Linked DNA regions of Mus musculus: region 2 is linked to region 1. The links are chromatin contacts, called in public Hi-C maps. All regions are on one chromosome and are shown on one strand. Each heading gives the region's core, a stretch centred on a gene start, on an enhancer-like site or on the middle of the called end of the contact. The rest is flanking DNA. Distances are from core to core; before and after follow the strand shown.

Evidence for each region. Hi-C and Micro-C count contacts between places; a contact is called where the count stands out from the background.
Region 2: a Hi-C map of bone marrow-derived macrophages shows a contact between it and region 1, with 2.3 times the contacts expected there. The contact joins two enhancer-like sites. A contact is called at or near these places in 3 of 484 Hi-C or Micro-C datasets (bone marrow-derived macrophages, cortical neurons and forebrain) and 1 of 115 datasets of contacts at active chromatin or transcription factors (astrocytes).

What each region holds. Positions count from the first base shown.
Region 1 is chr4:33,730,911-33,737,590 of GRCm38.p6, reverse strand. No RefSeq gene overlaps it. Among named protein-coding and RNA genes, the nearest start is that of Gm33059, 47 kb to the left of the region's middle. Within about 2 kb of position 2,485, at least 67 of the 459 cell types and tissues checked have an H3K27ac peak or open chromatin away from gene starts, as enhancers often do. A contact at or near this core is called in bone marrow-derived macrophages, where this site is marked.
Region 2 is chr4:34,382,537-34,389,216 of GRCm38.p6, reverse strand. No RefSeq gene overlaps it. Among named protein-coding and RNA genes, the nearest start is that of Gm46882, 14 kb to the right of the region's middle. Within about 2 kb of position 2,391, at least 34 of the 459 cell types and tissues checked have an H3K27ac peak or open chromatin away from gene starts, as enhancers often do. A contact at or near this core is called in bone marrow-derived macrophages, where this site is marked.

The DNA of each region.
Region 1 (6,680 bases), core at 1,236-3,735:
CAAGAATCATGCTTTGAAATGTTCTTTCTGTATGAAATTCTCCACCAGATGCCCAGAGCTTTCTAGGCTATGTGTGAATGATCCATCCCAGGATTGAAAGACCAGTCCAGCTAATCAGCCTTGCTGTGTCTTGTTGTCCTGACTTGGCTTGTATATACACGAACAGGAATGCAAGCATAAATGGATCACTAAAAAAAAAAAACAAAAACAAAAACAAAGGCTACAGAGTAATACCAGCAGCTGAGTGCATCTAATCTGCAGCCCTGTGAATGCTGCCCAAGACAAAAATCACAAAACATTGTGTGGTAACTCTCTTGGGCATGAGCTCTGTAGATGACCACATGGTGTCACAAAGTCGAAAGGTTGGACCGACTTTGGAAGCACCTGCATTCTCAAACTGAGGCTATATGAAGTTGTTCTCTATTTTCTATTCTGAAGGGATGAGTTCCCATGTGCTTTTGGAGTAGCACAATTGATTAGCTAATCAAAGGGTTAAATGGCAGCAGCGCTCAGAGCTGGTCCCTTTTGCTGGCTGCATAGATCACTCCTGGCCCTGGAGCAAAGGAATGAGAAAGAAGGAACTCTTGGGGGTTTTTTTGTTTTGTTTTTTGTTTTGGGTTTTTTTTTTTCTCCTCTTTATGTCTCACTCCTGACCGACTGCACAGTTATTGGAGAAAGATTTAAGTCTTGTAGCTGTTCTTTGAGTCAGTCCACAGAATACAATAGTGATAGACTGGGGTATCTTGGCTCAAAGGATCAAAAATATCATTGAAAGTCCAATAAGGTGGAAGACTGGGTATGAGCAGAAGGTTTGCGGTTGTTGCTTCGTGTGTACAGAAAAACGCCCCTTTTTAAAGTGGAGGTCTCTAGAAAAGTCTCTCTAGCTGGTCGCCTTCTAATAACGGTGGGGAATTATTTCCACAGCATTTTGGACTCTAATGACCCAGATGACATCCCCTCCCAGTTCAGCGGGCTCCATTACTTGCTTGGATTGCAAAAAGGTGATAGTGTACTTGGGCCTCATTATAACAAGACTCCAGGGGGTGGGGGAATCTTGTCTCCACTCTCTAATAACAGTATCAGCTGTGCAAACTACTACTGCTCCCTTCCCATCAAAGCTGTGTTGTGAGGAGACATTTTTCTTTCTTTGTCCCAATACTATCCCGATGATGAAAGAAGAGTCCCCCAGATTATTTGTTACCTTAGGGGGACGAGCGTGCTGTTAATCACAAGCCCATCCAGGCAAGATTCTAAATGTTAATAGACTACCAGGGCCTGGAGGAGAGGCCATTTTTCGGCTGGGGAAGCGGCTGGCAGCAACCCCATCTCACAGCATTGACTCATGCCTGAATCACAGCCAGGCTGGCAGGATGTTGTTTTGGGGAAGTTCGCAGGCCTGTCAAAAACCTGCTGTTGCCATTGGCTGATATTATGCAAGATTCCAAATGATATATTTATATTCTCCTTTTGGATTTGTTGTGTGGTGTGCCCCCCCCCCCCAATTCTCCAGCAAGCTTCAAATGGCCAAAATGGAATGCATAAACAAACAAACAAACAAACAAACAAACAAAGGTAGACTCATCATAAACTGAAGGCACTTTGCTCTAAGCTCCCTTAGGCAGCCAGGTCAGAACAGTGCAGGGAATTTGCTGCAATCATTAAAGCCTCACTCAGGAAGGGTATGGCAAGCCCCGAGCCTCCATGCATGGCTTCATCCAAGTTTCTTTCCTCCCTGTATAAATCTCTGCAGCTTGCACAGGGATAACAGATTAAGCAAGGCCCCTGGTGCACTTCCTTTGTTGCAGGCTGACTGGTGACTGGGAGAGGGGATGTGGTGGTAACTGCAGAGTTTGTGAGATTCACAGAGGCTCAGCTTTCCCATCTGAGCTTCTCTGACCCAAGCCTGTGAAGAGTTTAACCAGGGAGGCTGAGGAAAGTCTTCCCAACTGTGTCACCAAGTGCTGAGAAGTTCCTCGCAGGAACTTGGTAGGCAGAGAGAGTGTGAGTGAATTCATTTGTATGCCTAATTTAAGACACAATTGAGAGGCACAGTGTTCTAATAGATGGAGTTCTGGCTGAGGAATTAAGAAACCCGAGTTCCATTCTTAGCTCAGCACAGTGAAACTGAGGCTTGGCATTTTCCAGGAGGATTTGAACTCTAGAGACAGTCAATTCAGGACAAAAACTGATAGAGTGATCCAACCTCAACCCCCGTTATCTACAGCTTCCGTCAAGCCGATCGAAAGCAAATTTAGCCATTCTTAAATTCTTAGAAAAGTCCTAACGAAAAATGTCCTTTGAATAATCCCCTAGAGGAAAAGGTGGAATTGTTTAGCATTCACTCTTCAAGGGGAGCTGTCTTTGGACCTTGTTCAAAGCAGACCCATAGCGTGGAGGAGGGGCTCCTACTCCCAGACACTGGCGATAGGGAGGCACCAGCACTCTTTCAAGTCCTGCCCAGGGCACTGGACACAGCTGCACTGCAGCCTCCCTGGGAAAATGACCTTGGCCATTAGCCTGCGTGCTTAGTGGTTGCTTCCGTCTCAACCTCACACTCGGGGGCATTTTAGATTCAGGAAGCAGAGCGATCCATGCTCGCAGTTTCCCAGTGACCACTCACTGCCCAGACTTGGTTAGTAACATATGGAAGCTCAGCCCTGGAAATGTTCTCAGGCCACCACAGCTACATGAAGAGAAAGAACAGTTAGAATGGTGTCAGATTTATCCCTTAAAATCATCTTCACTTAAGGAATTAACAGAGTAGCCTGTGAATACTACTATAATAGTCATATGCCGCATGCAAAGTGACTGTTCGCCTCTGACTCTTTGTCCATGTAGTTTAAATTTCTGAATATCACCAGCCTGGATCTGTCCTCTCTACCATGTCTTTAATAAACATTTAACTTTTATTGTGTTTTTTTTTTGATTCAGTCATTCAACAAATATTCCTTTGTACCAACTGTGTATTTAAGAACACAAAGTGTCTGTCCCTGGCCTTAAGAAGTTGACCCTCCAGAAAGAAAAGAAAGCCAATCAAGACAGGGCTAGCTCGTGGATGCTCTGAGATGAGCCTTGGAGTTCAGTGTGGAAACAAAGGAAGGGGAGAAGCAGACACTGTTCAGAGAGCTACCTATGTTATTTAGACATTAAGGTGTTAGAAAAAGAGAAGGTTTACCTGAGGATGGCATGGTTCAATATACAGACCATTCAGGTCCATGGGCAGAGCTTGTGTTAGAAATATTTCATGGAATTGGATTTCCAAATCCACTTTCTCCATTCTGTTAATAAACCCTTCCCAGCTGACAAAGTCTACATCAGAACACCTTGACCTGACTCACTTAGGCAGAGGGTATGGTAAATAGACAAACAGAGCCTACCTTGAGATTTTTGAAGCAGCTAAAGAATAGACTCTCTTTCAGCTGAAAATAAAAATTTTCTATAAGCCTAGAACTAAGCTATCATTAACCTATTCATTGAGAGGGCCTGCCAGAAAAGGAGACAGTCAGAGGATGTGCCATGCCCATCCCAGACTGAGCATCTTAAATTTCTATGTTACATGTGTCTGCTTGAGTGTTCTTTCACTTGCAATCAATCCTAGTATAGTGAGATAGGAGAACCAATCAGAAAACTGCTAGAATAGGCCAGGTGAGAGGTCAAATGTAGTAAGCCAAGGCAGTGGGAAAGGGATCAAAGAAAATAGTAACAAAATTGAAAGGCCCCGAAGGACTGGGTTTTGTGACTGATGAATAAGCCTGAGAAGAAGGTTCATAGAATTAGCCCGGGGGCTTTGGTTTACTTTGTCACGATGGTGCCACTCACTAACACAGAAGATTAATAAGAAGGCTTGAAAAATGAAGAGAATGAGTTTGACTGTGGACATGTTGAATCAAGTCCTGTGGGCTATCCAGATGGAGATGTGCAGTGGGCAGTTGGATAATGATTTTAGGAGTCAGAAGAAAAACCAGAGATCCTGTGTTTAGAAGCAACAAATGGGGCTTACAGATTCCTCCAGCTCATCAGACTAATGAATGTTAGAGGACATGAACACCCAAGTGGGAATAGCCCCAAATACCTGCTTTCTCAGAGACATTATAACTTTGTATACTTTGAGTATCACAATTCTTGTTTCCATAGAAATATCAGGTGATTGCTAAATTCCTTTTTTTTTTTTTTTTTTTTTTTTTTTTTATGAGACAGGGTTTCTCTGTGTAGCCCTGGCTGTCCTGGAACTCACTCTGTAGACCAGGCTGGCCTCAAACTCAGAAATTTGCCTGCCTCTGCCTCCCAAGTGCTGGGATTAAAGGCATGTGCCGCCACTGCCCGGCTGCATTGCTAAATTCTTAACATCGTCAGAGTCTAGGCGTTAAGTGGTACCTGTCATCCTTTAGTCAGTGGGACAACTGGAAGTGCCCAAACATAGCTTCAGACATTTCCTGGAGGGACTGTGTCACCTTTCACATATGATATAAGTCGCTGACTGGTGTCTGGATCCATGTGTTAGCATAGGCACAACCTTCTACTACTGTTATATTTACACAAATATAGATAAAATGGATAGCTATCTAAAACATACAATGGATGTATGTTCTCTGGAGAAGCCAAAATGCTTCCCCATGGTGAAGCCTGACTCATGCTGACCCATGCAGCCTGACTGACTAGACTCCCCTCCCACCTCACTGGCTTCAGCATCAGGAGTGTTAGAGTTACAAGTGCCAGCCACCATGACCAGCTCTGCCCATCTGCTCAGCTATTCTTGGAACTCCCATCTACTTAGACCAACACTTAGGAGATCTATCTACAATGGCCACCCTCTTACTTTATACCACTTGGAATGCATCGTTTTTTGAGTGCAAATATGACCATGTACGTGACAACACACATCCAACTACCCATTTAAAAACAAAAAAAGTCTGCTTTTGTGCCCTTTCTAAGCTTCTGAAACAATTGAATATCAAAGTTAACCAATACAACAGTACGCTTAGAAGGTGAACTTCTAGTAATGTGAAGTCACACTTACCTGCAAATGATTAGGTTTCCATGTCCCGCAAATGGGGATTACATGCAATGTAGGTCTTGTAGCCTCTGGTTGTGATGAAGAAATAAAAGGTGTTCTGAATTGTTCTGTGATTGGCTCCTTAATTCAAAGAGTAATGGGTACCTCCCAGACTAATTTGAAAGCTTTCGGGTTTTTTGACAAGCTCATTAATTTGCACAGTACCATGAATTAACTTGTGTGTAAACATAGCAATGTGATGAATTAAATGTATTAAACAAAGTGTATTGAGTGCTCGCTACCTTATATACTGGCTCTCAAGTGAAAAGTCTCTGGAAATTAGCTTGTCTTTATCTCTTAGGCGGAAACTGCAGGAGGCTAATTTTTCCCCTCATTTCCACAGTGGTAGTAAAAGCCTAGTTGCTAGAGAGAGTGGAAAAAGAAAAAGCAGCAAGGGGCTGAGGGTGGAAAGAATGTCCCTGGCATTAACCTATCTACAGCAACTAAAGGATATTTTTCCAACCTTTGTGCAAGGGTAGAGAGGACAATGGGAATCCTGTTGTCTAAAGCTGCTTGTTAGCAGCCTGACACCTAGTCAGCGTTACATGGCCTATTCATGGGACTTCCAAATTAAGTAATTTGTGATATAAGTAGCTTCCATGCTGCCTCATTACCACAGAAACAGATGACAGGACACCTCCTGTTATCACCTCCACAATGCTCCGAGCCTTCCTTCTGCCCCTCACCTGTGCCAGCACGCACTCTATGGTATGGTGGGGACACTGCACTTGGATGCAGTTGTTGTAAAGAGAAGAGAGGGAGAGCTGGCACTTCCTCTGGACTTTGTTTCCAGGTCGGGCAGAGGATTCTGCCAGAAAAAGAGTAGTTTGCAGCAAACAGTGGGAAGGTTTGCCCACTCTGTAGTCTGTATCTCTACTGAAATATTGCAAAGGGACACAAAGGTAGGTATAAAAATGTTTCTGATGACAGATCAACAGTCCTCAAAGAGCTGTGTTTGCTTTTTGTCCCCAGGAGTATCCTCCCCCGTCTCTGAAAGTGCCTTCTGCCCTTCATCAGCTCAACTCTATTTGGAACAAGCTACCTCACCAACAGGAAATGCTTCCTGTGAATATAAAATAAATCTAAGCAAATGAAGTATACAAAAGCATTTTCATGTGGCTTAATGGTAATTCTCTTCCTTATGTGGTGAAAGTCTGTATTTCTAATTCTTATTTATGAAATATTTAACAAAAGCTGATTATAAAAGTGCCACTGTTGTGACTACTATAACTACTACTACAACAATATTATCAACATTACATTTAAAGAAGAGTAATGGGTACCTCCCAGACTAATTTGAAAGCTTTCAGGTTTTTTTGACAAGTTTTAACTGGACTAACTCCGAAGCTATTCTTTTTCTCTGCCACAGCACTGCTGTTCGTCAGTGGTTTTCAAGTTTCCACATCCATCAGAAATTCCTGGAGGCTCTAGGAGATCACCAACTACAGAGCCTGGCTCAGACTTTCTTTTTCAGTACGTCTATCATTGCTATGATAAAAGGGGGAATAATTTTGACTCATGGCCTCCAAAGGTTTTTCAGAGTCCATTGTTTCTGGACCATGTGCAGAATGTTGTTGAAGCAGGAACGTGGGGAAGAATCAAGCTGTTCACTTCTCAAGAGATATAA
Region 2 (6,680 bases), core at 1,142-3,641, 650 kb before region 1:
GAATATGTGACTGCCCAAAGGCTGTTGTCCGAACCTGCTTGTCCCGTGCCTGTGTATGTGTCTGTCCCTAACAAAAGGCTTCTCTCTGTATTTATTGGATGACATAGATAACATCACAGTGTGGTGTGGGGGAGGAATGGGATAATTTACAGAAATCTATAACGGAGATTTACAAGGGATTAAGACAGTGACTCCAGCTGATCTCAACTGGCCCAGATAAGAAACATCATTGTTTATCAGCTAGTATCCATGCTTCAGCCTTCATGGTAGATTTTAGGAAGTGGCTTTCAGTTTCTGTATTTGCTACTTTCAGCAAATGATTTATATGCATCATCTCTCTCAGGGGCAAAGAAGAGCACATAACATAAAATTACAGCTAGGTGTTAGCTCAGGTTTAAGATGATTGTATAGAAAATCCAAGGCACGTAAGTTTGATTGATACATCAAACTCAGGTTAAACAAACAGTTTGAGTACATAGTAGGCCAGCAGTCTTAAGCCTTAGTGACTTCAGTCTTAAGTTTCAGTCTCTTGTGTAAGGGATATTTTCAGAATATTGCATCACCTCAAAGATTAGGCTTACAAGGAGTAGGGCTTGGTGAGGCCTTTCTTTTTTTTTTTTTTTTGAGACAGGGTTTCTCTGTATAGTCCTGGCTGTCCTGGAACTCACTCTGTAGACCAGGCTGGCCTCGAACTCAGAAATCCGCCTGCCTCTGCCTCCCAAGTGCTGGGATTAAAGGCGTGCGCCACCACGCCCGGCTGGTGAGGCCTTTCTTGATATGATTAGAAATTATTAGAAATATATTTGAACAAACCGTTGATAGTGTCATGGTTACAGATATTATTATGTGAAAGGCACTGGGATAGAAGAGCTAAGGAGCTGGACACAACTTTGACCCTTATTTGCCTTACCATCCAGGATGTCCTCCTACATCAAGAAGTTGTCCAGTATGCTGAAAAAGGGAATTCATTTTATTGGCCCATATCTAGGCTTGGAAACACAAAGAGGAAAAATAAATTCAGCCCAGTGAAATTAGATTTACTTTCAAGTGTGTAATTTTTTTTTCTTGAAGAACATAATTCTTAGAATTAAAAAAAATCCAGAAGGTTGAAGCAGAGGTATTTTGTAGTGTGCATGTGTATGTGTGTGTGAGTGTGTGTGTGCGCGTGCGTGCGAGTGTGTTGTTGTTTTATGAGTCAGTGGTTGATGACTGAAGTTTGGAATGTGATAGGACTCACAGGTTCTTGACAGTATGGTAATAGGGCTACTGCCCTAGTATGATGGACTCTTAACAGACGGTTGAATAAGTATCAGGATGCTAAGAGCCATCTATGAAAATGCCTCCATTTCAAGGAGTAAAGAAGCCCAAAGAATTTCTCGTTGGAGCTGGGGAAGAATTAGGTAATCCAATCAAGCTTAATTCTTTAAATTCATTTTGATTTCTCTCTCTTCTTGAAAAGAAGGTGTCTTATTCTTGACTAACTCTCAGTAAGTCTTTTACCTCTGTTTCTCAAGTGCCGCATTTACACTTGTGAGCCGTAACTAGGTATAACTTGGACTTTAAACAGCAAGAAACAAAATTGGCGTGAGTCATCTTTTCCATAATTAACTCATCAATCCTGTTACCTCGTCAAAGTCAATGTCCTTCTTTTTATTGTTTCTCGGCTATTGTCTTCTGCTTAGGGCTGTCTGTTGCGTGATAACTCAGCAAATAAAAGCAGGGGGAGAAGAAACTGAAATGAGTAGGGGAAAAGAAAGGGCGTTAGTTTCTGGAACCTTAAGAAAAGCTTTGGGCCCTTCCTGAGTGTTCCCTGACCCTGGTGCATCAAGTCTCTGCCAGATGAGGTGCATCTGTGGGAAGAGTCTCAGTGAGGGGTAACGGGGAGGAGGACAGCACTTAGGATATAAATAACCAAATAAATGGATACATTCACAAAAAGAAAAGAAAAGCTTTGAGGACATGGTGCTACCAGTCCTCCCGTGTTTGGAGACTAGAACAAGTACTGCCATCAAGTTTGTTTCAGTGAGGTGAAGTCTCCAGTGTTGCTTCGGCCATAGTGAGTGCTGCATAAATATTATTGGTGGATTAAGCAATAAGTCAAGACTGCCCAGGTCTATGATATGAATAAAAAGGAAACGTTCTGTGAAATTCTGTGATATAGGGCAAGTTTAACTTTAGAGACCTCCAGGACTTGTCTCACTTCTGGTTTCTGATCCCTGAATTATCTTTCCCATGTTGGGTATCAGAAAGATTTGCAATGAAGTAGCCATGGTGCCTTGGTAAGTTTTTCTAATCTTAATGGTATTCGTGGGTTGCAGGAATGTTCTGCCTGCTCCCTGTGAGGGATAATTTCTACCACCCTGCTTGATGGAGAGGCACAGAAAGAAACCTCTTTGGTATTCTATGGTGTTTGCGAAGAGATTTGCCCTGTAGCTTGGGCTGTGCAGTGACTACTAAAGAGAGGAAGTAGGATTTTCTGTGATAAGTGCACCTTGGTCTCTAGTCCTGAAGACAACCCCATTAATGACTTTCCTGTTATTTTAGAGCTCTGACTATCTTCCAAGTATATTACCAGGCTCTCATTCTCATGATTTAATTGTCACATTGTGCACTTTGTAACAATAAAAAAGGGAACTATGTGCAGTGCATGAATAGGAAGTGGTTTCCTTAGCAACGGTTGCAATGTGAATACTATCTCAAATGACATGGGTTTCCCCCTCTATTCATTACACCTAAATGTAGTCCCTAGCCTATTCTTAATCTTCTCTTCTCCTTAGCATTTAGAATCATGTACTCATTGAGAATCTATTATAGTTTGGAGGGTAAATCGGGATTTTATGCACACATATAACACACGGTGTCTGTACTGTTGTTCAGGTGTTGTATTTGAGTACATCTATCTGGCTTGGAAACATTCAGAAAATCAGGTGACTTGTGCAAGTTGCCCTCTTTCCCAAACCTGGACATTTTTACCCTTGTGGCGGGTTCTTCTTGATGTCATTTTGAAATGCAAACACTCCAGTGACTGTCCCAACCTGGGATCCACCTCATGGGTGGGCACCAAAGCCTGACATTACTGATGCTATGTTGTGCTTGCATGGCTGTCCTCTGAGAGGTTCTACCAGCAGCTGATTGAGACAGATGCAGATGCATATAGCCAACTATTAGACTGAGGTCGGGGACCCCCATGGAAGAGTTAGGGGAAGGATTGAAGGAGCTAAAGGAACCCCCATAGGAAGACCAACAGTTTCAATTAATCTGTACCCCTGGGAGATCCCAGATTCTAAGCTACCAACACAGGTTGGTCCGAGGCCCCTGCACATATATAGCAGAGGACTGCCTTGTCTGATTGGAGACAATTTACCTACTTCTCTAGAAAGACTTAAGGCCCCAGGGAAGGGGGATGCCCAGGAGGTAGGGTTGGGAAGAAGGAGAGCATCCCCTTAGAGACAATAGGGAGGGGGGACCAGGAGGTGGGCAATGTTCGAATGTAAATAAATAAAATAATTTGAAAAATGCAAACTCTCAAAACTAGGAAGAATACAAGATGTAAATGTTGAGGGAAATCAGATTTTATTGGAAGTGGTAAAGACTGAGAGTGGATGCTGTTGTCATCTTATAATGTAATGGCTAAACCCCGAATCAGCCCCCCCCCCTTTTTTCCTTTTTCAGGCAAAGCACCTGTAATGTAGAGTAACCACTAGAATCTTCTACTATATGTCTTTTAAAATGATCAAAATTTTTTGACGTGTCCTGGAGCTGGAGTTACACGTTGTGAGGTGCCTGAACTTGGGGCTGGGAACCAAACTAGGGTTTTCTGGACGAGCATTAAGCACTCTTAACCCATAATGCACCACTCCAGTCTGGCCAGCATTGCAGAGGCTTGCATGGGAAATTCTGCCTATTCAGTTTCTTTAGGAATGGGATCGGAGTGGACTTGGAAAAACAGTATTTCTGGTCTTCTGTTGTCCACTAATAATACTGATTCTCATTCCCTCTCTCGTTCTCTCTCTCATTCTCTCTCTCTCTCTCTCTCTCTCTCTCTCTCTCTCTCTCTCTTTGGAGACAGAGTTTCTCTGTGTAGCCCTGGCTGTCCTGGAAATCTTGCTCTGTAGACCAGAATGGCCATGAACTCAGAGATCTGCCTGCCTCTGCCTCCCCAGTGCTGGGATTAAAGTTGTGTGCCTTCACTACTTGACTGTATAATGATTTTTGTAGTTATATTCATCTGAACTACATAGAAATAAGTGATGAATTAATTTTTCTCCTTGGACTCATTGCTCATATTTTAAAAACATACAACAATTATGTAATTTTAAGGGAATTTCTTCTATAATTGTTTTTCTTTCTAGATACCATTACTGCCCCAGTTCACTTTCTATTGTGATAATATACTGACTAAAACCAACTTGGGAAAGGAAGAGTTTATTGCATCTTACAGATTACAGTCCATTCTTAAGGGAGGCCAGGGTGGGAGTTCCAAGAGGGATCTTGAAGTAGAAAACACCGAAAAGCAGTGTTTTCTGTTACTGTCTTGCTCCTTGACTTACATTCAGCTGCATTTCTTACACAGCACAGGACCAACCTGCCTGGAATTGTATTGCCAACAGTGGTCTGGGCCCTTTTATATCAAATGACAATTAATAAAATGCATCACAGATGTGTCCACAGGCCAAGCTGGTGGAGGCAATTCTTGACTGAGGTTACCTTTATCTGGGTGTACCAAGGTGACAACAAAGATTAACTATCACAAGTCTACTCCTTATCAGCTTGACACACTAACATATCACTATGAAACCATAACTGTTCCTTTCTTGTCTCCAAGGTCTTATGTTATTATCCCAATGTAAAATACACAAAGGCATTAGGTCTGCAAATAAGGCTGATCCTTCACCAATAGCAAATAAGGCTTGTTCTTCACCAATAGCTTCTGCTAGCCTTTCTTCAGGAACTGTGATGTCAAGTCTCAGCAACATCTCAAGACCCCTTCATGCCTTCAAAATCAGTACCATGTTGACGGCTCTTTCATAAGGCCACGTTTGTTTTCCAGTTTGAGATGCAGCCTGGGCCTCCCTGGACCACAGCTTCCTTGTGCTGATTCAGAAGAAATGCTTTCTATAAGATGTGACATCAGTAATGCTGTTCTATCAGTCTCAGCTGTTTGTTCAGTCCCAGCTAGTGAGCATCCACCGTGCTCGTGAAGCTGCGGTGGTGCTCAGTTCCTGTTGATCACAGCGGAGTCTTCAGCCCCAGCTAACCAGATATTAAGTATATCATACAAATGGTTCTAAAAGAGTTGCCACTTTCCTCTAAAATGTCAAATGCCAGGCCTCCATTGTCTACCCCAGCCAGGCCATATCCCACCATGGAGATGGGAATTGGTCAGGAAATCCCAGTCCTATCCATGGAGCTATTGGCAATTATTAGCTGTTGAAAGAGAGAGAGAGTCAGTTTTTTCTAAGAGTGTAGCCCCTGGTAAGTCAAAATGAAGGATTACACATACAAGAACTTGGACAGCACAGATGTTTTGATGGGTGTCTTGGTTAAAGTTCTGTCACTGTAAAGAGACTCAACTCTTATTTTAAAAAGGCATTTAACTGGGGACTTAATTATAGTCTTAGAGGGTTAGTCTATGATCAGGAAGCACACAGCCATGAAACTGGAGCAGTAACAGAGATCTCTATCCTAATCCACTGGCAGAGACAGAGATAAACTTTGTCTATCAAAAGCCTGTCACAGGCTTTTGAAACCTCAAAGCCCACCTCCTTCAAGAAGGCCAGACCTCCTAATCCTTCCTAAACACTCCATCAAGTGAGAATCAAACATTCAAATATAGGAGCCAATGGGAACCATTCTTACTCAGATCACCACAGCTCAACCACAGCTTCTATGAGCTCACTCAGAGGAAATACTTCCTAGAAGATCATAGGTAAATAACGTTGATTTTTTTATTAATCAAAGCTGACTCTTCAGCCCTAACTGACCAACAACCATAGATTTTTTAATCCAAAATATCACATGAAAGACCTTGCCATGATCTTTGCTTCCCTCTGAAATTTCATGCCCCCCCATAGTCTACATTTCTATCACCATTATACTCTAAACACTCACAACAATGGCTTACTAAGATCTGATGACTCAGTAGCTTTCCCAGCCCTGAGTTTCAAATGCTCCCACAATACCCCTCCCTCCGAATAACAGGCACAGCAGCCTTGCACGGCAACAAATCTTCTTTTCTGGTACCTATTTCTACTATTATTTGTGTTTCTGTTATTGTGATAAAACGCTATGATAAAATGCAGAGAACTTTGAGAGAAGAGAGTTATTTAATATAGACTTTACCCTCAGATTACTCTAAGCTGTGTTAAGTTGATAGTGGAAGGTAACTAGAACTCACCTGTAAAAAAAATAGAAATTCTTAACTGTGTTGATTTATATTTGAGTATTCTATTAATGTTCCTTTGGTGTGTGTGTGTGTGTGTGTGTGTGTGTGTGTGTGTATGTGTACACATGCCAATATCATGCTATCTTTGTTACGTTGACAGTATAGCATAGTTTGAAGTCTGGTAATACTTCCTCTTTGGCTGTGTTCTTTCTGTTTAGCATTGCTTTGGCTATTCGTGTTCTTTTGTGTTTCCACATAAAATACAGTTTTAAAAGGATTGTTCTGTGAAGAATAT